Linked DNA regions of Sus scrofa: all the other regions are linked to region 2. A link is a contact called in public HiChIP or PLAC-seq data. All regions are on one chromosome and are shown on one strand. Each heading gives the region's core, a stretch centred on a gene start, on an enhancer-like site or on the middle of the called end of the contact. The rest is flanking DNA. Distances are from core to core; before and after follow the strand shown.

Evidence for each region. HiChIP or PLAC-seq counts read pairs in DNA pulled down with a chosen protein or histone mark.
Region 1: an H3K27ac HiChIP or PLAC-seq map of skeletal muscle shows a contact between it and region 2. The contact joins two enhancer-like sites. A contact is called at or near these places in 18 of 47 Hi-C or Micro-C datasets (adipose tissue, alveolar macrophages, blood and 13 more) and 2 of 2 datasets of contacts at active chromatin or transcription factors (alveolar macrophages and skeletal muscle).
Region 3: an H3K27ac HiChIP or PLAC-seq map of skeletal muscle shows a contact between it and region 2, with 3 times the contacts expected there. The contact joins two enhancer-like sites. A contact is called at or near these places in 26 of 47 Hi-C or Micro-C datasets (adipose tissue, alveolar macrophages, blood and 17 more) and 2 of 2 datasets of contacts at active chromatin or transcription factors (alveolar macrophages and skeletal muscle).
Region 4: a contact with region 2 is called in an H3K27ac HiChIP or PLAC-seq map of alveolar macrophages. The contact joins two enhancer-like sites. A contact is called at or near these places in 1 of 47 Hi-C or Micro-C datasets (embryonic fibroblasts) and 1 of 2 datasets of contacts at active chromatin or transcription factors (alveolar macrophages).
Region 5: a contact with region 2 is called in an H3K27ac HiChIP or PLAC-seq map of skeletal muscle. The contact joins two enhancer-like sites. A contact is called at or near these places in 2 of 47 Hi-C or Micro-C datasets (mesenteric adipose tissue and skeletal muscle) and 1 of 2 datasets of contacts at active chromatin or transcription factors (skeletal muscle).

Annotation. Positions count from the first base shown.
Region 1 is chr9:64,395,011-64,399,675 of Sscrofa11.1, reverse strand. The region is part of intron 2 of ATP2B4 (plasma membrane calcium-transporting ATPase 4); the gene reads right to left. Among named protein-coding and RNA genes, the nearest start is that of ATP2B4, 61 kb to the right of the region's middle. Within about 2 kb of position 2,780, at least 34 of the 83 cell types and tissues checked have an H3K27ac peak or open chromatin away from gene starts, as enhancers often do. A contact at or near this core is called in adipose tissue, embryonic fibroblasts, fetal liver and 4 more, where this site is marked.
Region 2 is chr9:64,051,164-64,056,501 of Sscrofa11.1, reverse strand. No RefSeq gene overlaps it. Among named protein-coding and RNA genes, the nearest start is that of BTG2, 20 kb to the right of the region's middle. Within about 2 kb of position 2,146, at least 57 of the 83 cell types and tissues checked have an H3K27ac peak or open chromatin away from gene starts, as enhancers often do. A contact at or near this core is called in adipose tissue, alveolar macrophages, embryonic fibroblasts and 5 more, where this site is marked.
Region 3 is chr9:64,412,825-64,417,844 of Sscrofa11.1, reverse strand. It overlaps ATP2B4 (plasma membrane calcium-transporting ATPase 4), which reads right to left. Exons shown (of 21, transcript XM_021063194.1): 11 at 4,571-4,812; 12 at 2,549-2,780; 13 at 1,070-1,249; 14 at 294-381. Among named protein-coding and RNA genes, the nearest start is that of LAX1, 45 kb to the left of the region's middle. Within about 2 kb of position 2,419, at least 1 of the 83 cell types and tissues checked has an H3K27ac peak or open chromatin away from gene starts, as enhancers often do. A contact at or near this core is called in skeletal muscle, where this site is marked.
Region 4 is chr9:64,534,764-64,540,061 of Sscrofa11.1, reverse strand. It overlaps ZC3H11A (zinc finger CCCH domain-containing protein 11A), which reads right to left. Exons shown (of 19, transcript XM_005656653.2): 6 at 4,888-5,011; 7 at 3,010-3,213; 8 at 2,767-2,883; 9 at 2,417-2,497; 10 at 1,463-1,573; 11 at 291-353. Among named protein-coding and RNA genes, the nearest start is that of ZC3H11A, 19 kb to the right of the region's middle. Within about 2 kb of position 3,266, at least 16 of the 83 cell types and tissues checked have an H3K27ac peak or open chromatin away from gene starts, as enhancers often do. A contact at or near this core is called in alveolar macrophages, where this site is marked.
Region 5 is chr9:64,357,294-64,362,293 of Sscrofa11.1, reverse strand. All of the region lies in intron 1 of ATP2B4 (plasma membrane calcium-transporting ATPase 4), which reads right to left. Among named protein-coding and RNA genes, the nearest start is that of ATP2B4, 23 kb to the right of the region's middle. Within about 2 kb of position 2,788, at least 70 of the 83 cell types and tissues checked have an H3K27ac peak or open chromatin away from gene starts, as enhancers often do. A contact at or near this core is called in mesenteric adipose tissue and skeletal muscle, where this site is marked.

The DNA.
Region 1 (4,665 bases), core at 1,531-4,030, 340 kb before region 2:
TCCAGGCCTGCGGGAGGAAAACTGTAGTTCTGATAACTTGTTAATCTACCTGGGATGTTTCTCAAGGCAGCAGGATTCGCAATGTTAAGGGAGGAGATGCTGCTCCCCCCTTAACCAGGGTGAGGAGATGACTATGAGGGAAAACCAAGACATCAGATAATGGAGATGATCGCAAGGGACATCCTAACAGCCAAAACGACGACAACATCATCCAGCTAAAAGCACCCCATCTGAGGCAGTCCTGACTTTCTCTTTCCACTGCTACCATCCTGGCTAAGCCATGGTCATCTCTTGCCTGAATTACTGGCAGCTATCTTCCACCCTTGCTTTCCTGTTCTTGGTCTCTTTCTGGAATGATCTCGCCCCCCCCCCCTTTTTTTGTTGCTTTTGAGGGCTGCACCAGCAGCATATGGAGGTTCCCAGGCTAGGGGTCTAATCGGAGCTATAGCTGCCTGCCTACACAACAGCCACAGCAACATCAGATCCAAGCCACATCTGCGACCTACACCACAGCTCACAGCAACACCAGATCCTTAACCCACTGAGCGAGGCCAGGGATCAAACCTGCAACCTCATGGTTCCTAGTCAGATTCGTTTCTGCTGCGCCACGATGGGAACTCCCAGAATGATCTCTTTCAAGCCAAGCCATGACACTCCTCTACTCAGAATCCTCTGGTGGCTTTTACTTGGAGTGAAACTGGGTCCGGGAGACCTCATGATGGCCTACAAGGCCCTTTATGAGCCCCCAGTCCCCCACCCCTTAACTCATACCATTTTCCCCTTGTTCACTGGGATCCCAGCAAGCGAGCCTTCTTGCCAGTCTCTCTCACACACTAGACACACTTCTATTTCAGGGGCCCTGCCACGTGGTTTCTTTTCTCAGATTCCTCCTCACTAGGCAGGGCTCATGGCTCTCCCCTCCTTCAGATCTTTGTACAAATGCCACCTTCCTAGTGAGGCCCACCCTGACCATCGGATTCAAGGCGGACTTCTCTGCTCTGGCACATTCGATCCCCTTATCCTGCTCAACTGTTTCCCTCCACGGGTCTTCTTCCCTAATAGATTATATGATCCATTTATCCTACGTTTGCCTGTCCCCCTCCACCAGGGCAGGATTTTTGTCTTTGTTCCTGAAGTCTAGAGCAGTGCCTGTCCCACAGTACACATACAAATTTGTTGAATGAACTGAACGAATAAGCAATAAATAAGATGGTTACCACTTATGCTATTATAAGTGTGCCAGACGCTCCACCAGGCATCTTACTGAAACACTGCAAAGTCCTGTGTGGGAGCTGCTACTAACCCCATTTCACAGCTAAGCAAACCAAGGCCTGGAGAGGTTTTGTAACTACTCAAGGAAGTATGTGGCACAGTCTATACTGCTCCACAGGAAGCAGCTGGATGTCAGCTTCCACGCAGAGGGGGCTGGGGATGTGGAGGCAGCTGCACTCAGCCAGGGCTTCATTCTAGTGTGCCAACTTGTCTTGCTTTGCCTGGGACTCTCCAGATTTTAGCACTGAAGCTCCTGCCTCCTGGGACACCCCCTCCATCCCAAGCGACCAGGGATGGTTGGTCACCCTTCTTTATTCATCTCAGGGCAGGTCCACATGCCACTTTTCTTGGCACCTCTTAGGCAAATCATCCTGTTCCCACTCTTTATTTACAATTGGGGTGAATTAGTTCTGTCTTTCTCCTGTCCTCAGGGATGGTGACACCAGGTCTATCAGCATCCAACTTACGAATTTTGTATTCAATGAAAGGTTCAGGAGTTCCCATGATGGCTCAGCGGAAACGAATCTGACTAGCATCCATGAGGACACAGGTTCGGTTCCTGGCCTCACTCAGTGGGTTAAGGATCCGGCATTGCCATGAGCTGTGGTGTAGTTCTCAGACATGGCTCGCATCTGGCGTTGCTGTGCCTGTGGCATAGGCTTGCAGCTTCAGCTCTGATTCGACCCTTAGCCTGGGAACCTCCATCTGCTGCAGGTAAAGCCTTAAAAAGATAAAAAATAAAATAAAATAAAAAAAAATGAAAAAATAAAAAGTTTCCTTACTGGCCTTTTTTGGACTCAAGCCAATGAAACAAGATACATTATGGGGAAAAAAAAAAAGGCTCTCAACTAGATGCCCTCTAAGTCACACATTTACTTCCTTTTTGCCATTTTCTCTCCTCTTTCTGCTCCACCTTAAGTCATGCTAAGCTCTTACAACAGCTACCTTAAGAAGGCAAGTGGCTGCCCCAAGTTCCCAGCCTGCCTTGCGGCAGGGAGGCACAGTTTGGGGCTGTTGGCATGGTGGCCTTGGGAATCCTCTCTGACATGTGGCATGGCACAGGAAAGCCATGTGGGACTGGGAGCTCGGCCAATCCCCAATTTTGGGCTTTCCATTCCAACTTTTCCTGCCCCTGAGAGGCTTTCAGGCCTTGATCTCAGCAGTTGTGATTTCACATAAATACTTGTCCTGCCCAGGAGGGGGTTTTGGTCCCTCGTCTCTGCAGTTGCTTTACAATACCCAGCTTCCTGAAGAGGGGAAGGGAGACTTGGCAGAGAGAGAATGCTGGAAATATGGGAAAAGGATTTTCCCTAGAAATACATCAAGAAAATGAGAGGAGACTTTATCCCCAAGAACATAAGCAAGAAAGCCCCACCCAAACTGGGAGGATTTCTGGCCCTAAGAGCCAGACTGAACACATGAGCTGGGAGAGGTGACAAGAATGTCAGGCTGTGAAGTCATCACCCCCACCCCACGCTGGGGAGTCACACAGCCCCTGCCCCGGCTGGCTGGAGATGGAAGAGGCAGCAATGGAAAATCTGTGTCTGCAGTAAGCCTGTGCAGGGACCCAGGGCTTAGGAGGAAAGGCCCTCAGTGGCCTGGGTCCAGCAGGGAAGGGCCAGGGCCAGCTTCCCTAGGAGGCCAAGGACTGGCGCCAGAGGCACCCCTTATCAGAGCCAGCCTGGGCCCAGAAAGGGTGGAGCTAGGTTAGACATTATGAGGGACTTCCCAGCTGTGTGAGTTATGATACCTTGCCAAAGGAACAGCAGAATCTTCTCCCACACAGATAGCACAAGGGAGAGGTTTGAAGGCACTCCTATTGGTACACGAGAAGAACAGACAGGAGAATCCATCTCAAGTCCTATCTTAAAAACCCCGGGTTAGGGGCAAAGGGGAAGAGTGGCTTAAGATCAACCCAGGGACGGATGGACTTCCGCCAGCTCCTGCTGCTAACCCACTGCACTCCTTGGGGATGCGGACAGCTTTCCTACTTCTAACTGAATACACTCATAGCTTTCTACCTGCTGGCTTTCCAGCCCCTAGAGAAAACGCAGTCACCTGAAGGTCACAGCCAGAGGATGACAGACATAGAAAAGAACACCCTTCCTCACTCTCAGTCCCAAAGCCCTGCCGAGGTGGGCAGCCTCCTGAGGGAATGTGTCTGTTTATCTGCTGCACGCCTTTTTTTTTTTTTTTTTTTTTTTGTCTTTTGTCTCTTTAGGACCGTACTTGTGGCATATGGAGGTTCCCAGGCTAGGGGTCGAATCGGAGCTGTAGCCACCGGCCTGCACCACAGTCACAGCAATGCCAGATCTGAGCCGCATCTGTGGCCTACACCACAGCTGATGGCAACACCGGATCCTTAACCCACTGAGCGAGGCCAGGGATCGAACCCGCAACCTCATGGTTCCTAGTCGGATTCATTTCCGCTGTGCCACGATAGGAACTCCTATCTGGTGAATGCCTTTTTTTGAACACTCCGACTCTGGCAGAGAGAAGAGAAAGCTCCCCAAAGTGCCTTCCTCACCCTCTGCTCGGCCACCTTCTCCCATGCTGCATGCACACGCTCCCCGCCAGTGTCACACTCCCCAGTGCTCACACCTCGGAGCTAAATAAAAAGAGCGAAAGCCCCACTTCCACGGCAGGCAGGAGCAACATCTGCCTCAGCCGAGGGGGGAATGCTCCCACCCCAAGCTGACGGGTCAACGCAACAAGAAGAAGGTTGAAAGCAAAACAAAATTCATGAGAATTTCTGCTGAGCTGCCAAAAGAAGACAGCCCCCAAGGTTCCGGGCTTGGTGGAAGGGGAGAAAGCAGGAAGGGGTCTTGGGCTCAGATGGCCTGCCTTCAGATTCTCCAGCCCTGGTGTGGCAGCATTTTGCCAGCTAAGCCAGAAGCCTAGCTCTAGGCAAGGAGGACCTGGATAGGAAATTCGCAGAGCCCGGGGTTGGCCTGGGAAAGAGAAGGCCTGTAGCTGTCATACACGTTTGGCCTAATTCAGCCCTAAGCATATAACTCGAACTAGACAGGGCACTCCCAGGATGCAGGGTGGAATTCTGTGCAGGCGGAGGAGGGACCATTAAAGAGCAGTTTCACTCTCCTGTCTTTCTCAATCATCTACCAACCGCCCGCTGTTGATGTTGCTTCCCTCAGGTTTTGTGAAAACCTTTCCCACCCCTCTGCCAAGTACTATTCCTTTTTTGCTTTTGCTTTTTTTTTTCTTAAGGGCCGCACCTGCAGCATATGGAAGTTCCCAGGCTAGGGGTCAAATTGGAGCTATAGCTGCCAGCCTATGCCACAGCCATAGCAACTCGGGATCTGAGTCGGTCTGCGACCTGCACCACAGCTCACGGCAATGCTGGATCCTTAACCCACTGAGCAAGGCCAGGGATCG
Region 2 (5,338 bases), core at 897-3,396:
GCCACCAGGGGTCTATGAGCACTGAAAACAAAGGACTTCAGTGGTGGAGTTTGGGAGAAATTTACAATCACATTTCGGTGTTAAGGGAGATATAGAGAGGGATCAGGTAGGCCCCTCCATCTGTCCATGAAAAAAAGGTGAATGTTAAATTCTATTAAAATGAGTAGTTCCCATCGTGGCTCAGTGGAAACAAATCTGACTAGCATCCATGAGGATGCTGTTTCGATCCCTGGCCTTGCTCAGTGCATTAAAGTATCTGGCGTTGCCATGAGCTGTGGTGTAGGTTGCAGACATGGCTCGGATACCACATCACTGTGGCTGTGGTGGCTCGGATTCCATGTTGCTGTGGCTGTGGTGTGGGCCAGCAGCTACAGCTACGATTCGACCCCTAGCCTGGGAACCTCCATATGCCACGTGTGCAGCCCTAAAAATACAAAACAAAACAAAATGAAAAATCCTATTAAAACTGGATTATTGTAAATTCTCAGAGGGTGCTGTTCTAAAATTTTTAAGAGAGAGGATTTTTGAAGAAAAATCTTTGAGGAAAAAAGGAATCCTATCCTTCCAATTGATCTCTCTCAGTAAAATCTATGGGCTAGAAGCAGTACCCACACGAAGGCTGGAGGCTAAGTTTTTTTTTTTTTTTTTTTTAATTTTATTGGAGTATAGTTGATTTACAATGTTGTGTTAGTTTCAGGTGTACAGTAAAGTGAATCAGTTGTACATACTATATATCCATTCTTTTTTGGATTCTTTTCCCATAGAAGGAAGTACTATTTATTTATTTATTTACTTATATACCATGGGGAAGTTACCAGACAGGGGTGGAACCTGCACCACAGCAGTGACCCAAGCCACAGAAGTGACAATGCCAAATCCTTAGCCACTAAGCCACCAGGGAACTCCTGAGGCTATGTAAATTTTTATCTTAAATTGGTTTACTTATAATAATTTTTAATGTCCCTAGAATCTAGTTGCTATCCCTAGCACCTAAACCCAAAACGGAGGGCTGAGATTAAATGTGGGAAAGGGATAGTGATTCCTTTATGATTAATAGCTAAAATAATATCATTTATTAGGCATTCTGTGCCAGGCATTTTGTCATAATAATGCTAGGAGGTGGAGGCTATTATCATTAGCATTTTTCATAGGTAGAAACTGACATTCAGGAAGCTTAAGTATCTGCTCAAGGTCTTATAGCCAGAAAGTGGCAGAGGTAGAATGGTACCCTATTCATCTTCTCTAGAGTCCTAATGTTGATACTACTATGGATTTTTTTTTTTGAATCTGTATGTTTTTTTGTGTGTGCATTGAGGTGGGGGACCAAGGTTATTCAAAATACTTTCTTTTACATAGCTCACAATCTATGCCCTTCGAAATGCATACTAAGTCCAGGAAGCTGGTGCTAATTGGTCCAGCGTAATAAAACTTGATTTGGTTTTGGAGAGTGGGTGACACGGCCACAGGAGGGCGTGAGCACACACAGATATATAGGAAGAAAATGAAGAGGGCCAAATAACGAACTTAGGAACATAATTGTTCAAACTCAGAACCTCTGGAATTGCTCAAGAACGACTGCACCAACCCTGCAATCAGACTGTGAGGGGAGCCACAGAAATAGGGGAAAGACTTAAGTTTTAGGGACCCGAAATAACTGGCAGCAGGGGGCAGTCGAGAGGGTCTCCCAGCACAGTGGCCGCTGTGCCTCAGCCCCTCCCGCGCCTGCTCCTCCCATTGGAAAGGCCAGCTTATCCCCGGCCAGGGGAGGGGAGCACCTCCGCTAGGAAACCACCTAGCACCGCCCCCACGCCCCGCCCCGCCCCCTTAAACTCCTCTCTGCCAAATCTCGAGCTGCAGAGAGGGCTTTGATTGGCCCACGCTGCACCGCCAGCCAGCCAATCAGCAGCTTGTTGCTGAGGTTGGGTTTCCCAGAGGGGGGAGGAGGCTAAAGCTTCTGCCCCAAACCTGTTGCCAAACTGGGAAAACAGACTCGCGATCGTGTTTGGTTGCTTGCAGCTCTGTAGGGATTGAGGGACGGGGGCTCCTCCCCTCAGCCCACATCCGGGAGAGAGGGAGCCAGACACCTGCCTGCCCTCACTCCCGCAGCCGCCCCGGGGCCCCACCCTGGCTGGGTACGTCTGAGTCCCGGCAGCCCACGCCGAACCGCCTCGGTTGAAAAGTGACGCCGTTGCCCGTCAGATGTTTTGAGGATGGGAAAACTGCCTTGCTGGAAGGTGCAAAAAAAAAAAAAAAAGCCCACCTCACACGTAGAGACCGACCAGACTGAGAAGTGAAGACAGGCTAATAGAGGTGCTGAATTGCAGTGTGTGCGTCACAAGTGACCAAGTGACCACCTCATAGCGCGTGACCGTGTGGCCTGGGAGGGGCTAATGAGAGTGAGGGGAGCCCCAGGATGCAGAAGAGTCAAATCTCAGGTCCTCTAACCATTTGAATTGGTCATCTCATCAGTAAAACAGTTTGCGCCCAAACTGCCACAAAGCTTTGGTCTGGACCAGAGGGTCGTCAGGGCCTGAGGACCTGGAGCTGTTGGCAGCTCAGCATAGTGAAGGTGGAAGAGGGGTGCAGGTAGCACAGGAGGGGTACCTGAACAGGACCACGATTTACGAACAGCAAAGACCACATTTCCAACCATGACTCATTACAAGTGGGGGAAAGGGTAGGCAAATCTACACCCTTGCCAAATTCCCCTTTGGCTTCTAACGCATTTCCCAAATTTCCTGTTTCTCTCAGTTTCCATTGTGTAGCCTCCTAATCTGGTAATGGTAATGACAGTAATATTTAATAACATTATTGTGTGCTTACTGAGAGCCATTCTTCTAAGTGCTTCACGTGTATCGATTAATCCCCTCAACAATACTGAGAGGGAAAATTTTTTTGGGGGGGGCACACCTGTGGCATATGGAAGTTCCCAGGCTAGGGATGGCATCAGAGCTGAAGTTGCTGGCCACAGCCACAGCCACAGATTGCCAGATCCGATCCGCATCTGCAACCTACACCATACCTCCTGGCAATGCCGCAATCCTTAACCCACTGAAGGGGGTCGGGGATCGAACCTGTGGCCTCATAGATACTAGCTGGGTTTGTTACCATTGCGCCCCAAGGGGCACTCTGCTAACAACTTTTTATCCTCATCTTAAAGATGAGAAAACTGAGGCATTGAGAAGTTAAATCACATCCCTGTGGTCACAGAGCTAGTACATGGCAGAGCTGAATTCAGATTGAACCTAGGTAGTATGTTTCTACCTAGGGACCCTCTCTGACCTTGGTCTTCAAGATGTAGCTTCCCGGCAATACTGTCAGAGAAAAAGTCTATACTGGGTGGCCTTTGGAAGCAGCATGTGCCCGCAAGGGCAGGACCTCCAATTAATTGCTTTCTCTGTATTTCCACAGACTCACGTATGTCTCACCTTGAAAAGTGAAACTAGATAAAATGGTCAGTTTTATTTTATAGGAGTTTTACCAAAGAAAGAAAGAAAGAAGCCAGAGAAAATCTTCCTATCCTTCTGCCCGGTTCAGGTCACCGTTGACCCACTCTGGAGCATTCCTAAGTGGCAGAAGAGAGATGAGGAGGAGATCCCCTATACTTAACAGTTTTGTCATGTGTTTCCAAAAAGGATCTGTCTTAGGGCAGATAGGAATTTTGAAGTTGGGGAGTGGCGGGGGCAGGAGTACAGGAAAGAGAGATCCTGCCCCTAGTTGGTGGCGGGAAAGTCTATCTGCAGGGCCTGCTTGGGTCTGAGGGCCAGCTCTATTTCACTTCCCATCCCCCATTCTCTTACTATCTGAGCCCTGACCTCTAGCTCAGTCCTCCCTGCTTCTCTCACCCACCCTGCACCCGGTTCCCAGCAACCTGGGCACACCATCTGCCTATCCTCCCCCTTCCCCAGGGTTTTAGCTCCTTTTATGGAGACCTTTAAATAATTAAATGCCCCAAAGCCTCCCACACACTGATCCCAGCCCCTGACCTGGGGTTTTATTCAAAGATCAGGAGCTGGGCTGGAGGGCTGCCAACCCCACTGCCTTTATTCAGTTCCTTTTTTTTCCCCCTGCTCAGCTGCTGGGTGGCTAATGGGCCTTTCCTCCGGCTTTGGCCCCTCCGCCTGCCTGGCCTAGTATACAGAAACCAAACAAAAAGAAAAATAGCTATAAGGGACTGATGGGGGTGGGGAGGGAGGAAGACACCAGACTCACCTCAAACTGGGAAAAGGATGGGGACAGAGGATGGATAGAGAGGACCAGAGCAGCTTTTCCTGCTCCTCAGCCCTGCAGAGGAGCCAGGGCCACTCCCTCTAACCCTGGGGAGCTGTTTGGCCAAAGTGGGAGGTGCAGGGGGTGTGAAATGGGGAGAGGGCTGGTGATTGTCAATCACTTGGGTGTTTTGGGACTTGGGCAGCTTCCTCATGCAAATTACCCTAGTGAATCACTGAAAGTTTGGTCCAGACACAAAGAAGCTGCTTCTCTCACCCGCTGCCTCCCTCCAACTGCCCTACAGCAGCCCCCTACCCCAGCCAACCAAACAAAAGGCCTGAGCCCAGCGGTGCGTGAAGGAGTGAATGGGAGAGACCATCCCTGGTGACGTCCAACCAGACAGATGGCAACAGTTGCCCCATACCAGTTGCAAGCCTCCTTTCATCCGTCTGCCAGTCATAAAGGAGAATGGCCTCCATCCCTCCAGAGCCCATCAGCTCCTTAAAGCCAGCCCAAAGACTGAATGGGGTTTGGTGGCAGGGGGACTGCCAGGGAGCTGGTGGTGAGAGAGAAACTGACGCTGAATGTTTGACTGGAAAAGAAAAGGGTTGTTCAAAGTGCTGCGGCTGGGGCCAGCCTGCCCATCTGTCCTCCTTTGGGGAGGCTCTGCCCCTATGCTCCTCCTCGGCTTCTGGCCAGCTCTGTACAGGGCCAGAGCCCCTGGGAAGGGAGACCTTGATTTGAGGCAGCAGTGCTGTGTTGTGGTAGCTTGAAGCTTTGTGCTTTGAAGGCTTTTGTTCTGTAGAAATCCCTTGACTGAGCATTGCTTTGCCTCTTAAAAAATAGGGTTAAATGGAAAAATCCAAGACCTTAGATTAGTAGGCGATTAGTAGGATCTGGGCACTCTGCCATTAAATGATAAAGTTTGGGTTGTTCTAGAATGGGATTCAGTCAAAGTAATCCATGGGTGCTCTCAAAAATTAAGAGGTGAGGTGGAAAAGAGTGGACCAGGAATTGGGAGACCTGGCTCCCACTCTCAGCTCACCATCTGCTTCTTGTATAATTCTGGGCAAGCCATCTAGCCTGTCTGAGCCTCAGTTCTTCTCCATAAATTGGGAGTGACATCACC
Region 3 (5,020 bases), core at 1,170-3,669, 360 kb before region 2:
GCCTCAAATTTCCTTCTTTGCAAAATGGGAATAGCTTAACCTGTCCTGCCTAATGCACAGTACTATTGGCAAACAAGATACGGTAATGATGAAAAACAACTTGATTATATATCTTATACTCACCAGGGGCTCAGAGGTTTGCTAAACTGTATATCCTCCCCATGAGCCGGGAGGCTCTCTTAGGACTTTCCTATTCGGGATGGGAGAGTTGCTTTGGCTGATGGTCCTTAAATGCACTTGCCCTGGCCTGCCTTCCTCTACCCCGGGGGAACCTACTCAGGAACCGGCCTCACCTTTCACCAGCGTGTGCTTGTCAGTGGGAGAGGATCGCGCCAGCACCCGGAGCTTAGGCCAGATCTTGTCCAGCTTTTCTTGCTCCACCTGCCAACATCAGAGCACATAGGGGACAGTCTCGCTCAGAATAGCCATGCAGGACAATCTTACTGCACAGATGTAGAGCTTCTGGGAGATCTGCATTCCTCCAGTGGAGATGAAGCAACCAACTCAGTCGCCAAGGCTGGATTCATTGGTGGTGGCCATTCAGGCCCTGCTTGTCTTCCTTTTCCTCCCAATTCCCTACCTGGGAGCCAATTCCCTATTTCTGAGGTGGGCCAGGGTGAGCTGTTGGCTCAGGTGGCTAAAGCAGTGCTTCTGAGGTCTTAGGTTTGATTTTTACACAGAGCAGGAAGCTCTGGCCTGCTCCACACCCAGACCATGACCTCCTACCAACCTGTGCCACTGTCAGTCACAGGACGGTGACACAGGAAGGGTGAGGTAGAGGAAAATCAGGACAAAATCATCCTAGGACTGAAAAAGATGGGAAGATGTGAAAAGTTAGCGGCATTGTCTTAAAAGATAGCTTATGAATGAAGATGACAAGAAGAAAGATCCCCCCCCCACTTTACAGTCTGAGCAGCTTTGGTAAAAGGTATATTTCACTATGAATAGACTTTAGTTTAAAAACCACCCACTTTCTCCCTTGTCTCCCAGATGCCTTACACAAGAACCAGCACCCAAGCCCCCACCCCCTTAGCAAACGTGGCCCTGATTCCTCCCACCCAACACCCACCTCGCCCTTCTCATTACGGATGAGTCGATTGAATTCTTTGCCTTCTAGGCACAGAAAGTCATCCCCAGGTGTTACGATGCCACATTTGGTGGCAATGGCTCGGGCTGTGTTGATGTTGTCCCCTGTCACCATTCTGACAGTAATGCCAGCTCGTTTGCATTTGGCAATAGCTTCCGGTACCTGTGGAGAGTGAGGCAAGAGGAAAGAAGGAGATGGTAAGGCCCGGACAGCTGTGCTTTCATTGTGGACAGGAGAGAGGCACTCTGGAAGTGGAACTGTGGTCATTTTTTTGTTGTTGCATCCATGGCATGCAGAAATTCCCTGCGCAGGGACTGAACCCAAGCCACAGCAATGACAACACTGAATCCTTAACTATGAGGCCACTGGGGAACTCCTAAGTCTGGTCTTTTTTTTTTTTTTTTTTTTTTTTTTTTGTATTTTTGTCTTTTCTAGGGCTGCACCCGAAGCATATGGAGGTTCCCAGGCTAGGGGTCTAATTGGACCTATGCCAGAGCCACAGCAACGCCAGATCTGAGCCATGTCTGTGACCTACACCACAGCTCACAGCAACACCAGATCCTTAACCCACGGAGCGAGGCCAGGGATCGAACCCAAACCCTCATGGTTCCTAGTCAGATTCATTAACCACTGAGCTACGACGGGAACTCCTGGTCATTTTGATATTGCTTGGTGCCACCTTGCTTCTGTCCGGCCCACAACACTCACATTTGAATTCACCTTACTGTGCCATGAATTGAAGGAGAGACTTGCTTCAGGAGCCAGGTGTAAAAGCTTACTCTCCCACTTACAATCTCAGTTTCTTAGCAGGGCATGTCTGGACTTTTGAGATTTTGCCACTGCCTTCCTTGCTAGCAGAGGTTTTTATCCTCTTCCGTCCCCCTACAAGTCCTCCAACCACATCAATTTTTTTAAGTTTCCCAAATGCACAACACCCTCTCATGCCTCTGGGTCTTGACGACCGCTAGTCCACTGGCCTGAACTTCTCAGAAGCAGAGACTTTTTCAATGCCCTAATATTGAGAGGAGTGTCCAGCTTTGTTAGGGGTGCCTGACAAGAATGCACTGACTGAAAGAAGATGGCTAGAAACAAAGCTGGTGTCCCAGTTAATTCTACTCCTGACTATTCTTAAGTACTAAACAATAAGCCCAGTAAAACCTATGCTACTCACTCCTCTGACAAAGTGAAGCAGAGGAATGCCACTTCCTACCAATTCAGTGCTAGAACGCCACAGCAGTTCCGTGAAGCAGGACGCACAGAAACATCTATCCCTGCACATGAGAAGCAGTTAGGTAACTTGCCTAAGTTATTTAGGTCACAGCTGGGAAGACAACAAGTGCCCCAGTTCCCATGACTCCCGGGTGGCTTCTCATGAGGTCATACTGGGCCTGCGCAATGGCTGGGGCCCCTGGAAGACTTCCATTTATGTTTCCTAGCCCCTTTTCCAAGCCAAAGCCTCACCTCTGGGCGCACGGGGTCCTCAATGCCCACCACTGCGATACAGGTCAGCTCAGTGAGGATTTCGCTCTCGTTGTCCCACAGGGGCTCTACGTCATTGAAATCCCGGTAAGCTAAGCAGATGGTCCGAAGTCCCTCACAGGCCATGGGCTCAATGACAGTGCGTACCATCTCATCTCGGTCCTTACTCTTGAATGGCACTGCTTCCCCTTTCTTGTCCAGGATTCGATTACACCTGGGGAGGCACACAGTCAGAAAGCAGCAGCCCCCTTCCCACTCGGCACACCTCCACAGTCACTAACAGACATTCTGGCCACTCTGCACAGCTCCTAAAGACATTCTTCGGTGCCATAAATCTCTATCCATCACCCAAAGCTGAGTCCCTTTTCCAAGGTGGGGTGGCGGGTAGGTAATAAGGTTAGGGGGGTAAAGCATGTGATTTTTCCTTTTTTTCTTTTTCTTTTTGTCTTTTCTAGGGCCGCACCTGAGGCATATGGAGGTTCCCAGGCTAGGGGTCTAATCGGAGCTATAGCTGCTGACCTACACCGCAGCCACTGCAACACGGGATCATTAACCCCCTGAGCAAGGCCAGGGATTGAACCTGCAACCTCATGGTTCCTAGTCGGATCCGTTAACCACTGAGCCATGACGGGAACTCCTGGTAGAGCATGTGATTTTTCCATGACATCTGTCCCTACCCCTATGTGAATGAAATACCAAGAGTCAATTGTGGATCACCTGCTCGTTTGAGCTTCTCTAAGTAGAGAGACTTTCTCCATCCCCAGGATCTAGAGTGCTCCATGTGAAGGGTGTTCTCCACAAGAATGTGTGGACTGAAAGGAGGTGGCTAAAGCCAAGCTAAGGCCCTGGTTTTCAGCTACTGTCCCTATATCCATGTATGTCAACTTTGAGTGACCCATGGATAGTCTAGCCACTTTGATTAAGTTCTGCAACTTCTTGTGATCAGAATTGAGAATGGGAGTACCCGTTGTGGCTGAGCGGGTTAAGAACCCAATTAGTATCCATGAAGATGCAGGTTTGATCCCTGGCCTTACTCAGGGGTTAAGGATCAGGCATTGCTGTGAGCTGTGGTGTAGGCTGCAGATGTGGCTTGGATCCAGCATGGCTGTGGCTTTGGCATAGGCTGGTAGCCTCAGCTCCAACTCGACCCCTGGCCTGGGAACTTCCATATGCTGCGAGTGCAGCCTTAAAAAGACAAAAAAAAAAAAATCGTTGAGAATGAAAGGAAAAGGGAACATAGAACTAACATGTCTTTCTTTCTCTCTTTCTTTCTTTCTCTCTCTCTCTCTCTTTTTCTTTCTTTCTTTCCTGTCTTTTTAGGGCCATACCCACGGCATACGGAGGTTCCTAGGCTAGGGGTCCAATCAGAGCTGCAGCCTCTGGCCTACGCCAGAGCCACAGCAATGTGAGATCTGAGCCATGTCTGCACCTACACCACAGCTCATGGCAATGCTGGATCCTTAACCCACTGGGTGAGGACAGGGATCAAACCCACATCCTCATGGTTCCTAGTCGGGTTCGTTAACCGCTGAGCCCCGACAGAAACTCTAGAACTAACATTTCTAGTACTTGCTATGTGCAAGGCATTGACGTACCCTGAATCATTTAATCAGAGTAACCCTATGAGATGGTGCAATCTAAGCTTCCATTTCTTATTCTGAGTAAGAAATGGAAGCTTAGATTGCCTAAGTCTGAATATTGGCTGGGCCACTGCTAGCTGTACCACCTTCAGCAAATTCCTTAACTTTCCTGCCCCTCTGTTTTCTCATCTGTAAAACGGGGGTAAGGACAGCATCCATCTAATTGTATTGTGAAGAATAAAGACAGTCAGCCGTCCAAGGTACTGAACTTGGCCTGGATGAATGCTCAGAGGTTAGTCCTGAGGTCACCACCTGGAAGCAGGGCTCGTTCATCATCCAGGTGGATTCAGCGTGGGCCATAGCACCCAGACCTTCCCGAGGGGAGGATCCTGTCGGAAAGAAGAAGTGGGGGAAGGGCACTCACTTGCGCAAGATGATCTCAGAAGCACCCTTGCTGTACATGCGGTAGCCGCCGCCGGGCTTCTCAATGACGGTGCTCATGGACTTGCGCACGGAGTTGAAGGTGTACACCTTGTAGAGCTTCTCCTCCGGCACCTCGCTACGCACGGCGTGGTAATCCTGCTTCAGGTCCGTGACAAAGCCCAGCAGAGCACACTCGGTTTTGTTGCCCACCTGCCGAGGCAGGCCGCCCTCCTTCTCTGGAGGCTGAGAGGAGAAAACACACATGGGACTATAGACTAAGGGGCAGAAGGCGGGGGAAAGGACCTAGGAAGGGAAGATCTCCTCTAGAAAGCTTTCGCACATACACCAGAGTCTGTGGGGGCAGACAGAGGTCAGTGGAGACTGTGGCTTGGGGATTTTTTTTTTTTTTTTTTTGTCTTTCTAGGGCTATACCAGTGACTTATGGAGGTTC
Region 4 (5,298 bases), core at 2,017-4,516, 480 kb before region 2:
AATTCAATTTAGCAATAGAAACTGAGATATTATTTACTCTTTTTTAAAATGTAGTACTTTTAAAGAGTTACACATAATCTAATTAAATCATTACACTATAAATTTGTATGACTTCAGTAAGAATATAATGCACATGTGAAAAACAAAGAAATTTTATACATACTTTCAGCCAGGAATAAAGGGAGTCAATATCAATATTGATAGGGCATTTGAATAAAGAGAATTTTGGAGGAGATATCATAACGTACAAACAAGCAGAAAACAAAGAATAGGCATAAAACTTGTCTCACCTACTGAAAATTTTCGTTTCCCCAGTCTCTCGGTTAGACTCAATCTTACTAAAGGTTCTTCTCCTAAAATGACAAAAACAGAATTTCTCTACCATTAGCCAATTTTTCTGTATTCAGTAACTACTAATGAGTACAAATTATGCTCTAATATTAACATGAGTCCACTGGAGTTCCCGTTGTGGCTCTGCAGGTTAAGAACCCAACTAGTATCCATGAAGACGTGGGGTCTGATCCCTGGCCTCAATCAGTGGGTTAAGGATCAGGCATTGCCGTGAGCTGTGGTATAGGTCGCATATGTGACTCAGATCCTGCACTGCTGTGGTTGTGGCGTAGGCTGGCAGCTGCAGCTCTGCTTCAACCCCTAGCCTGGGAACTTCCATATCCCTTGAGTGCGGCCCTAAAAAGACAAAAGTCCACCCAGAAAGTCTCCTGGGAATCAGGTATCAGTCTTAAAGACTACCCACGTTAAAAGCAAAACAAACACACACAAACCACCTCCCCCCGCCTAAAACCAACCTATTAAATAATTTAAATAGCCAAACGCAGAGCCCAAAGGGAAGAAAGAGCACAGTACTAGTTATTAATAGTAGACAAGTATATGAAGACAAGTTGTGTCTAATTGGTTATACAACCCAAACTATACCTTTGCTTGTGCACTTCCATAATTTAAATGAAATCATGTACTACTCCACTGCTAACTCTCCCATACAGCTTTCCCTGAAAATCCCAGCAAGAAGGGAGCTCTCTTTTCTCTGACTCTTTGCTGTCTGAATGACATAAATATTTACATGTATCTGCATACTGCAATTATTTGTGTCATGTTCTTTACTAGATTTAAAACTATTAAGGGAAAAGAATTTTACATTTTTCTCTAATTTAAAGGGTTTATTATAGTTTTTTTTACCTTCAATGGGCAGTCAATAAATTTGCTGGATTCAAATAAACAGTAAATGTAAAAAGTAAACAGAATACATAAATGTGAGAGCTGCCTGGTTAAGAATTTCAACCTTTGAAATAGCAGAGTCAAATGCACTAAGTTTTCATCCTATCCAGTCAACATATTGAAGTTTCCCCGCAAATCCATTAAGAGCAAAATACATGCAAGGATTCTGCTCCTCCCAGTCATTTAAAAGCAGTAGGCTGACAACACTTACGACCTACCTATACCTCACCTTGTTTGTTGGACAGAGTTACTGTCCTCACCACAGTCCGGACATTCTCTTTTTCAGGACCTGGAACAGGCTGTGGCTGGAGTAAAAGACTGGAAACTCCTGAAGAACCTTCTGAATAAATCAAGTCAAAGAAGAGTAAGTAATTTATGGAAAGTAAAGCTTTCACAAATCAAGAAATTTCGTCTCTGTGACCAGATAAGTCCAATACGGACCACTGGACTACAAAAGCCAATCCGTCTTCATTTTGTCTGCCTACAGGGAAATGGGGCAGGGGAAGGGGAGATAATCTTATTTCTTACCTGCCCTTGGCACAAAGTGAATATAAAACATGAAACTGTTTTGACTGACTTAGGCATTCAATCTACTTTTATATACTAATAAGGCTAACATTATTCTAAAGGTAACCTCAGAAGCACAAGAGCTACATTAGGCGTATCAATTCAATCTTCTCTATCTATAATTAATCATCTGGAAAACACAACTCCAAGGTTCCTAAAGAACAAGCTTCAGCAAGAAGGTACTTAGACCCAATCATCTGATTATCTCTAAAATACTACATTTTACACTTTATCTGTAACTTTTAAGGTCAGAAATACAGATTAAGCTAAGGCAAGCACCAGAAGAAAAGCCTAGCTGTTCTTAAGGAAGAGCTCACCTACCATAAAATAAACTTTTCTATTTTTAATAACAGTTTATATGCTGTTCTTTAGAGTTATTTCTCAAAATAAGTTCTTTCAGTTTATTCTAAATGTCTAGAATATTTAGGGACTGAAACACAGCTGTAATGAATTAAAAAAGCAACCATCATTAAAATAAATCCGAGTTTAATTTATAAACTACAAAAATCAAAAACTGTTTGCTCATTTTGGTTGGTGCCAAGTGTCCTTATTATCAGAAGTATCCTTGTTCTCTAACAACATTCAACCCTCCAGGTCAAAACTCCTGATAACTCACCACCTTGCTTCTTGGATTTCTCCTTCATTTTCTTTGATTTAATTTCCTCAAGAGTTTTTATTCCGAAATTCAAACATTCACCTAGAAATGCAAACAGCAACTGTGTGAGGAACTAGCACCATTTCACCTTTGCATTTTATCTGTACATGGCTGGCATGCAAATGTTTTCTGAATGAATAAGAGAAAGTATGTGTAAGTAGGTGTGTGAGTATAATGGGAGCAGGGAAGAGGAAGGGGGTGGTAATTATGAACTAAAGTTCAGAGGTATTTAAAAAACAGGTATTTACACACATTCAACAGCACTGTAGGATTTATGAGCAGGAACTAGCATCAATATAGCCATTTCTTACCTTGTTTTAAATTGACCCCAGGTTTTCGAGCAGAAGCCACTCGTAATCCGTTATGAACTTCAGGAGTTGGCTGCAGGGTAGGTGTTTTGGTTTCATCACCTTCCTCAGAAAACTGATCTACATTATCAAAATTTAAGGCAAATTTTCAATTAAGAATAGGCCTAGATCTTCAAGTTGAATTCTGTCTAAATCAGTAAGTTACCCTGATCATTTACTTCCTTTAAAGAAAGAACTAAAACTTACCATCATCATCTTCATCATCATCTGCAGCATTGATTACCACTGGCGGATGTGTAGGGCTAGGAACATTTTCTGAACTTTCTACTTTCATAACACTTCGCAGCTGAGGAGAGGGATTAGACTGGACAGACAATTTGTTCTGTTGAACTGTGAGCTGGCTAGCTTTCACTTCCTCTTCTGGTGACTCAGGCACAGTGGGCAACACAGCTACACATACAAAGACAGTCATAAATTAAAAGTAGAAGACACAGGAGTTCCCTTCATGGCTCAGTGGCTAACAAACCCAGCTGGGATCCATGAGGAGGCAGGTCTGACCTCTGGCCTCACTCAGTGGGTTAAGGATCCAGCTTTGTCGTGAGCTGTGGTGTAGGGGGCAGACATGACTTGGATCCCCTGTTGCTGTGGGTGTGGTATCGGCTAGCGGTTGTAGCTCCGATCTGACCCCTAGCCTGGGAACTTCCATGTGCTGTGGCTATGGCTGTGAAAAAGCAAACAAAACAAAACAAAAAAACAGTAGAACATACAAGAAGATACAGTCCCAATTCATCAAAAATCCCTGACCACCTATGATAGGTTTGGGGATTTTCCTTAGGAGCATTGTCTTTTTATTTTAATTTGTATCTTTTAATTAAAAATTTACTTTCAAATTTCCACATTTTCCCAATTAGGTTCTAAACTTCCAGGGAGCTTTGAAAATGTGGCTTTCCTGGCTAACAACCATTCACTATATGTAAACACATACAAAGTCGGCATTCAATATAGAGAATAAACAGGAAGCTAGATGCATAGTAACTATTCACAAATTCTAAACATTTAATATTGAAATTCTAGGCTTTCTGATCAAGAAGAGCTTTTAAAAGAGATAGTAGGTAATACTTTTTTTTTTTTTTGCTTTTTAGGGCCACACCTATGGCATATGGAGGTTCCCAGATTAGGGATGGAATCAGAGCTATAGCTGCTGAACTACACCACAGCCACAGCAATACAGGATTTGAGCCTCATCTGCAACCTACACCACAGCTCACAGCAATGCCAGATCCTTAACCCACTGAGAGAGGCCAGGGATGGAACCTGCTTTCGTGGATTCTAGTCAGATTTGTTAACTGCTGAGCCATGGCGGGAACTCTGCTAACACTTTTGAACCAAACCAAAAAGGTTTTGTGAACCTACTTTTTTTTCTTAATGATAGATGAAAATATACAACTATGGAATTTTAATCATAAAGCAAACACAGCTTTTAAACGACCCATCGTTCCACTAGGAAATTACTTCAAAAGGAACTTTAGAAATAAATACGAGCTTCTGGTAGAAAGTGAGTTATGTTTTAGATTACACCGCAGGGAAGGGCTAGTAAATATTTTTTTGTAAAAAAGTATATAGTAAATATTTTAGGCCTTGTAGAACTCTGTCTCAACTACTCAACTTTGCAATAGTAGCAGAAAATCTGACCATAGAAAATACATAAACAAATGGGCATGGCTTCATTACAACAAAACTTTATTTCATAGAACAAGTGGAAGATCAGATTTGCCAAACCCTGGCCTGGAGAATCAAAAAAAAAAAAAAAAATTTTTTTTAAATCTGTATGGGTCTGACAAGAAAACAGGAAATGAGGTATGCTGTTGTAATCTAAACTGTCTTGCCAAGAAACACTTGTGAGACAGCATGACTTTTGGCAACAAAGTTTTAACTGTGACTCTCCTATTTGTTGGCTTATGATTGTGTACAAGACATTTAACCTTAATAAAGTTCAATTCCCTTATCTGTGAAGTGGAAATAATGCTACTGTCTCACAAGACTAAAAGAAGGCTACATCTATGAAGTATTTTGTACTGTGTGCATACTAAGTGTTATTAAAATTCAATTAAAAACTAATCTCACTTTTGCTTGGAGGTAGGAAAAGGCCATCGACGTAACGCCCTCTGTTGTGATGGAAAGCACAGTTTAGCTTCTGACATCCCATCGGCTGATTTTCCCAATAACAAGGAATCTCACTGCGTTTTTTCTGTAAGAGGAAAAACACACTGTTTTCAAATTTAAAAAAACACTTTTTCTGGACAAAGTTCATATAGAATTGAAAAACCTGTGGCATGAGATGATTCTGAGTAGTAGGAAGCAAGATGCTTAAAGTGACATCCTCTTGCATGACGCAGAGATTAAAGGAGCAGGGTTTGCTATTCTTTCTTTTTTTTTGTCTTTTCTAGGGCCGAACCCAAGGCACATGGAGGTTCCCAGGCTAGGGGTCTAATCAGAGCTGTAGCCACCGGCCCACACCGGTCACAGAAACTCGGG
Region 5 (5,000 bases), core at 1,539-4,038, 310 kb before region 2:
AAAAAAAAAAAAGAAAGAAAAGAAAAGAAATGTATTTGTGTATGAGTGTGTATACACACACATACACACACACGTATATTGTCTTTTTAGAGCCACACCCTTGGCATATGGAAGTTCCCAGGCTAGGGGTGAAATTGGAGCTGTAGCTGCTGGCCTAAGCCATAGCCATAGCAATGCCAGGTCTGAGCCACGTCTGCAACCTACACCACAGCTCAGGCAATGCTGGATCCTTCACCCACTGATCAGGGTCAGGGATCAAACCCGCATCCTCACGGATACTGGTCAGATTCGTTACCACTGAGCCACAACGGGAACTCCTGTCACTGGCAATTTTAATTATAGCTTCACTTTATCACTATAGGTTAGATGCTTTTATCTTTATTTTCTTTGTAATCAAGATTTAAATTTAGCACCATATTTACAGTTTTCTTTGCTCATCATTCCTTCTCCAATCTTCCTTTTGAGTAACTTTTCTTCTTAAACTATTTCCCTTAGAAATTGCTTTTGTGGAAAGCCTTCTGGTAGAAATCTGTTTTGGTTTGTCTACAAAGGACCTTATTTTGCCCTCATTCTCAGAAAATTTTCACTGATGACAGAATTCTGTTAGTAGGTATCTGCTTCAGCACATTGAAGTATTATTCCACTATCTTCTGGCTTTTATTGTTGAGGTTGAGAAGTCTGTTGCCAGTCTTAATTGTCATTTCCTTGAATGTTTATCTTTGGGGTTACTTTAAAATTATTTATCTCTGATGATTTGTAGTTTCATTATTGTATGTCTAATGGCGAATTTTATTTATCTCCCTTGGAATTCATTAGGCCTCACAAATATAATGATTATACTTTATCAATTCCTGGCTACTGCTTTTTTAAACACTGTTGTACTCCTTTTCTATTATCTCCTTCTGGAGCATTAATTAACTGTATTTTTTTAGTCTCTTCCCAAGGTGGGCAAACTACATAACCTGGGCCAAATCTGGCCTGCTGCCTGTTTTTGTAAATACAGTTTTATGGGCACACAGACATATCCATTCATTTATATATGGTTTGTGGCTGCTTTCATGTTCTAACATCAGAGTCAAGTAGTTATGACAAAGACCATCTGGGCCACAAAGCCTGCAATATTTACTATCTGGCCCTTTATAGAAAATTTGTCCATCTCTGCTCTACTTTCTATGCCTCAATAACTTTTTCCATCTTTACCTCCTCCACCTTCCGTTGTCTATATAGATTCCTCAGAAATATCTTACAACTCCTGATTTTATCTTTAGCTATAAACTATTATTTTAACCTAATCATGAAAATTTTAATTCCCTTTATTTTTTTTCTTTTTTCATTTTTAGAATTTCTCTTTGGATATCTTCTTGGTCAGTCGAGTTTCCTGTCCCTGCACCATTCTTTCAATACCCTCCTATTTCTTTTAATATATTAAATATATTTAAAATTTTTCTATATCCAATTGACTCCAATGTCTGCAATTTTTGAATCTCATCTGTGAAGTATTATTTCTGCTGTTCAACTTCATTGGTAATCAGAGAAATGCAAATCAAGACCACTACAAGATACTATTTATAGCATTCAGTTGGCAAAAGTTTTAAAGTCTGATGATACCAGGTACTTGAGAGGACATGGACCAACAGCATCTCATACACTTTGCTGGTAGGGGCAAAACCATTAAAAACATATCAAGAAACAATCTGTAATTATTTTGTAAAACTGAATATTCCCATACCAAGATCTAGCAATTCGCTTCTGAGATCTACACCTAAGAGAGACTTGCACAGGAAACATGAATAGGAAAGTTTGTGGCAGTACTGTTCATTATGGCGAAAAGGGGTGATAGCTTCACTAATAGAATATAACAGTGAAAATGAATGAACTACAGCTATACTCAACAGGGACAAATCTTAGTGTTATAATATTGAAAGAAAACAAGCAAGTCTAGAAGACTGTACACAGTATAAATTTTTAATAATTTAATAAAGACTATAAAGTAAGATTAAATAATATATTTGTTTAGGCATACATATGTTTATCAAAACAGTCGTAACCAGATAGTGGTTGGGTTGGGTGAAGAGGTGGGGGATAGGATAGAAAAGGCTTAGAGATGAATGCAAAATACGGTAGATCTCATTTTTTGATTGGGTGGTGAGTTCAGGAGTCTTGAACAGGTTATTAAAATACATAAATAAGCTATATAAATTAGCAGCAAAAGAGAGGTTTCTTCATAAACCAGTGAAGAAAATGTACCATGAACTATCCTTTTTTTGTGCACCTGAGAAATCAAAGCAAGAAAAAGAGAGTGCTAGGGATGAAAGAAGAGAAAAATAGGTTTCTACTATTTCTGCCAGCAACATTTTTTCAATTCTCATGATCAAAGACAGTCATGGAACTACCAAAAGTTAGCAAGACTCTCTTTTAGATGAGAACTTCTGTTGTCAATTTCATGGTCTAAAATTGTCATGTTACAACCTAGTCAATACGTGCATTTGACCATATTAAATGCTAATATATCAAATACCTTAGAGGGTCTGATCTGGGGGGTGAGAGGGCGGGGAGAAGTGAAAGTAAAGGGAAGCAGGGCAGGGGGGTTGATCTGCATTGTTCTTCTGGAGACCAGAGAGCCAGAAGGCAGGAGGGGCACAGAAGGAAGGTGGGAGGGAGAAGATGCTGGGATGAGTCCCAGGCTTTGGGTGGGGAGAAGCATTTCATTTCACCATGGAGGGAGGCTCTCAGCAAATGGGGCACGGGCCCAAGCGCCAGTCTCCTTTTGGATCCAAAGTAAAACAGGTCGAGGAGAACCCCAACCCCTTCCCGCTGAGACTTCCTGGATCCACTCGTTGCCACCAACCGCGCCCTGACAGGGAGCTCCAGGCAGTGGGCTCAGGAGGCGGGCGACCAGCTGCCCAGCCCCCTCCCAATGCCGCGCGGGCCTCTGCTCGGTGAGCAGGCGGGCGGAGCCCGGGGGTGGCAGCTGGGCCGCGCACCGTGGCCTCCCCTTCCGCTCGCCTGGCTGCCCGGCTCCGCACCCTCGCCCTCGCCCCGGGCCGGCCGGGTTCCGACGTGTCGGCACAGCTCGGCTCCCAGCGCGTCCCAGTCCCGGCCCCGGCCGGGAAGAGCTGGGGCGGCAAAAGCCTTGGCCTTTCTAAGTCTGGCTCCGCACGAAAGCCTGGGAGAAGGCGGGCGGCTCCACCCCACAGCCCGCGATTGCTCAGAATGGGCAGTGACTCACCGCGCCGGCAGGCCCGGCAGTCCCCAGTCCTCCCCCAGGACCCTCGTCCTCCCCGCGCCACACCCCGGGAAGGAATCTCCACCCTTCAGCCTTGGGAGGCCTCGGGAGCCCTTCCAGCTGTCACCCCGCCCTTCACCTGCCCTCCCTACACACTCCGAGAGCTCATCTCTGTGGCTGCAACTCACAGCCGGCCGCTCCACACAGGTTTCCTCGTAGAGCGCTGTCCTGAGTCTCCACCGATGGGCGGATGGGCGCAGGGCCGAGCTAGCTCCCTACTGTGCCCAGCGCGCCCACTTCACGAATGCGGATTATCAGTGGATGCATGATGTCGGAGGCATGGCAAAAACTGGGGTGATTCTGAGAGGATAGCATGAAAGACCCCTCACAGAAGGTCGTGGCAAATCTGAGAGGCTTTGGCACAGGACATTACAGTATAAACAGAGCCAACCATGTCATTAGTCCTCACTCAGCAGCACTGGGATGAGGGAGAAGTAAATTGGAGGGCACCCCATCGACCTGAGCTCTGGAGTAGAGAGTGTGACCTGGTCAGGGTACAAGTGGAGACCATGTGGATTCCTGCGACTTAATTTTTCTGGTGTGTAAAATTAAGGGGGTTGAATTACTGCCCCTACCATTCTGACAGAATAGGATTGATTCTAGGACTTTTTAGTCTGATCAAACACCGGCTCATCTCAACATCTTCAGGAACACCTCTGAGCTGTAACAGCGTCCTTGCGCACAAGTATAGTGCTTTTAACTTCTCTGAACACTTCCATTTAGATTCCACATCCTCCCCCTAGACTATCTGTTAACAATCCTCATGGTTAGAAACACATAACCGATGAGGAAACAGGTTCAGAGGTTAAGGGTCTTGCTCAAGGTCATGCTGCTATAGCCAGTAGCACAGTCAAGAGCAGAAAACTCAGTTAAAAGGCTCATTTTAATGCTGCGAGAGCCCCAACCCTTTCACCCACTTTGAGAAAGTCACTCACTTTCTGGGACTCACCCTCCATCTACAGCATGGTGAGAACTCACCCTACCCAAGAAAGAGGGCTCAGATTTTAGATGAGCTGGAGAAAGGGCCTTCCAAACCTCAGAGGAGTCAGGAAGAAGGGCTTTGTAAGTCATAATCTATATATTTATGGAGTTCCCATTGTGGCTCAGTGGTGAACGAACCCGACTAGTAACCATGAGGTTTCGGGTTCAATCCCTGGCCTCGATCAGTGGGTTAAGGATCCAGGCGTTGCCGTGAGCTGTGGTGTAGGTCGCAGGCACAACTCAGATCTAGCGTTGCTGTGGCTGTGGCTGTGGCCAGCAGCTGTAGCTCCAATTCGACCCCTAGCCTGGGAACCTCCATATGCCGTGGGTGTGGTCCTAGAAAAGACCAAAAAAAAAAAAGAAGAAAACCAACCAACCAAAAATATTAAAAAAAATTAATAATCTATATTTGTAGGTGTTCTGTGTTGTACAAAGTACTTTCACATCCATTATGCCCTGTAAGGTACTCAGAATTATATTACCTGATATTTTAAGGAGAATGAAAGGTTGAATGAAGTTCAGCAGTTGAGTGACATGTGCAACAATAACACCCAGTCTGTGATCTTCCTGTGTTATGGCAGGAGATTCTGGAGTAACTAGGATAATAATGAAGATTCCTCTGTCTTCATAATGGAAACCAAAGCATCTCCCTTCATTTTTCTCACCTATCTCCCTAAGACAGCCTAGGAGGGAGAAAGATACAGGGGTGGAAACTCCCTAGGGAAGAAGCAGG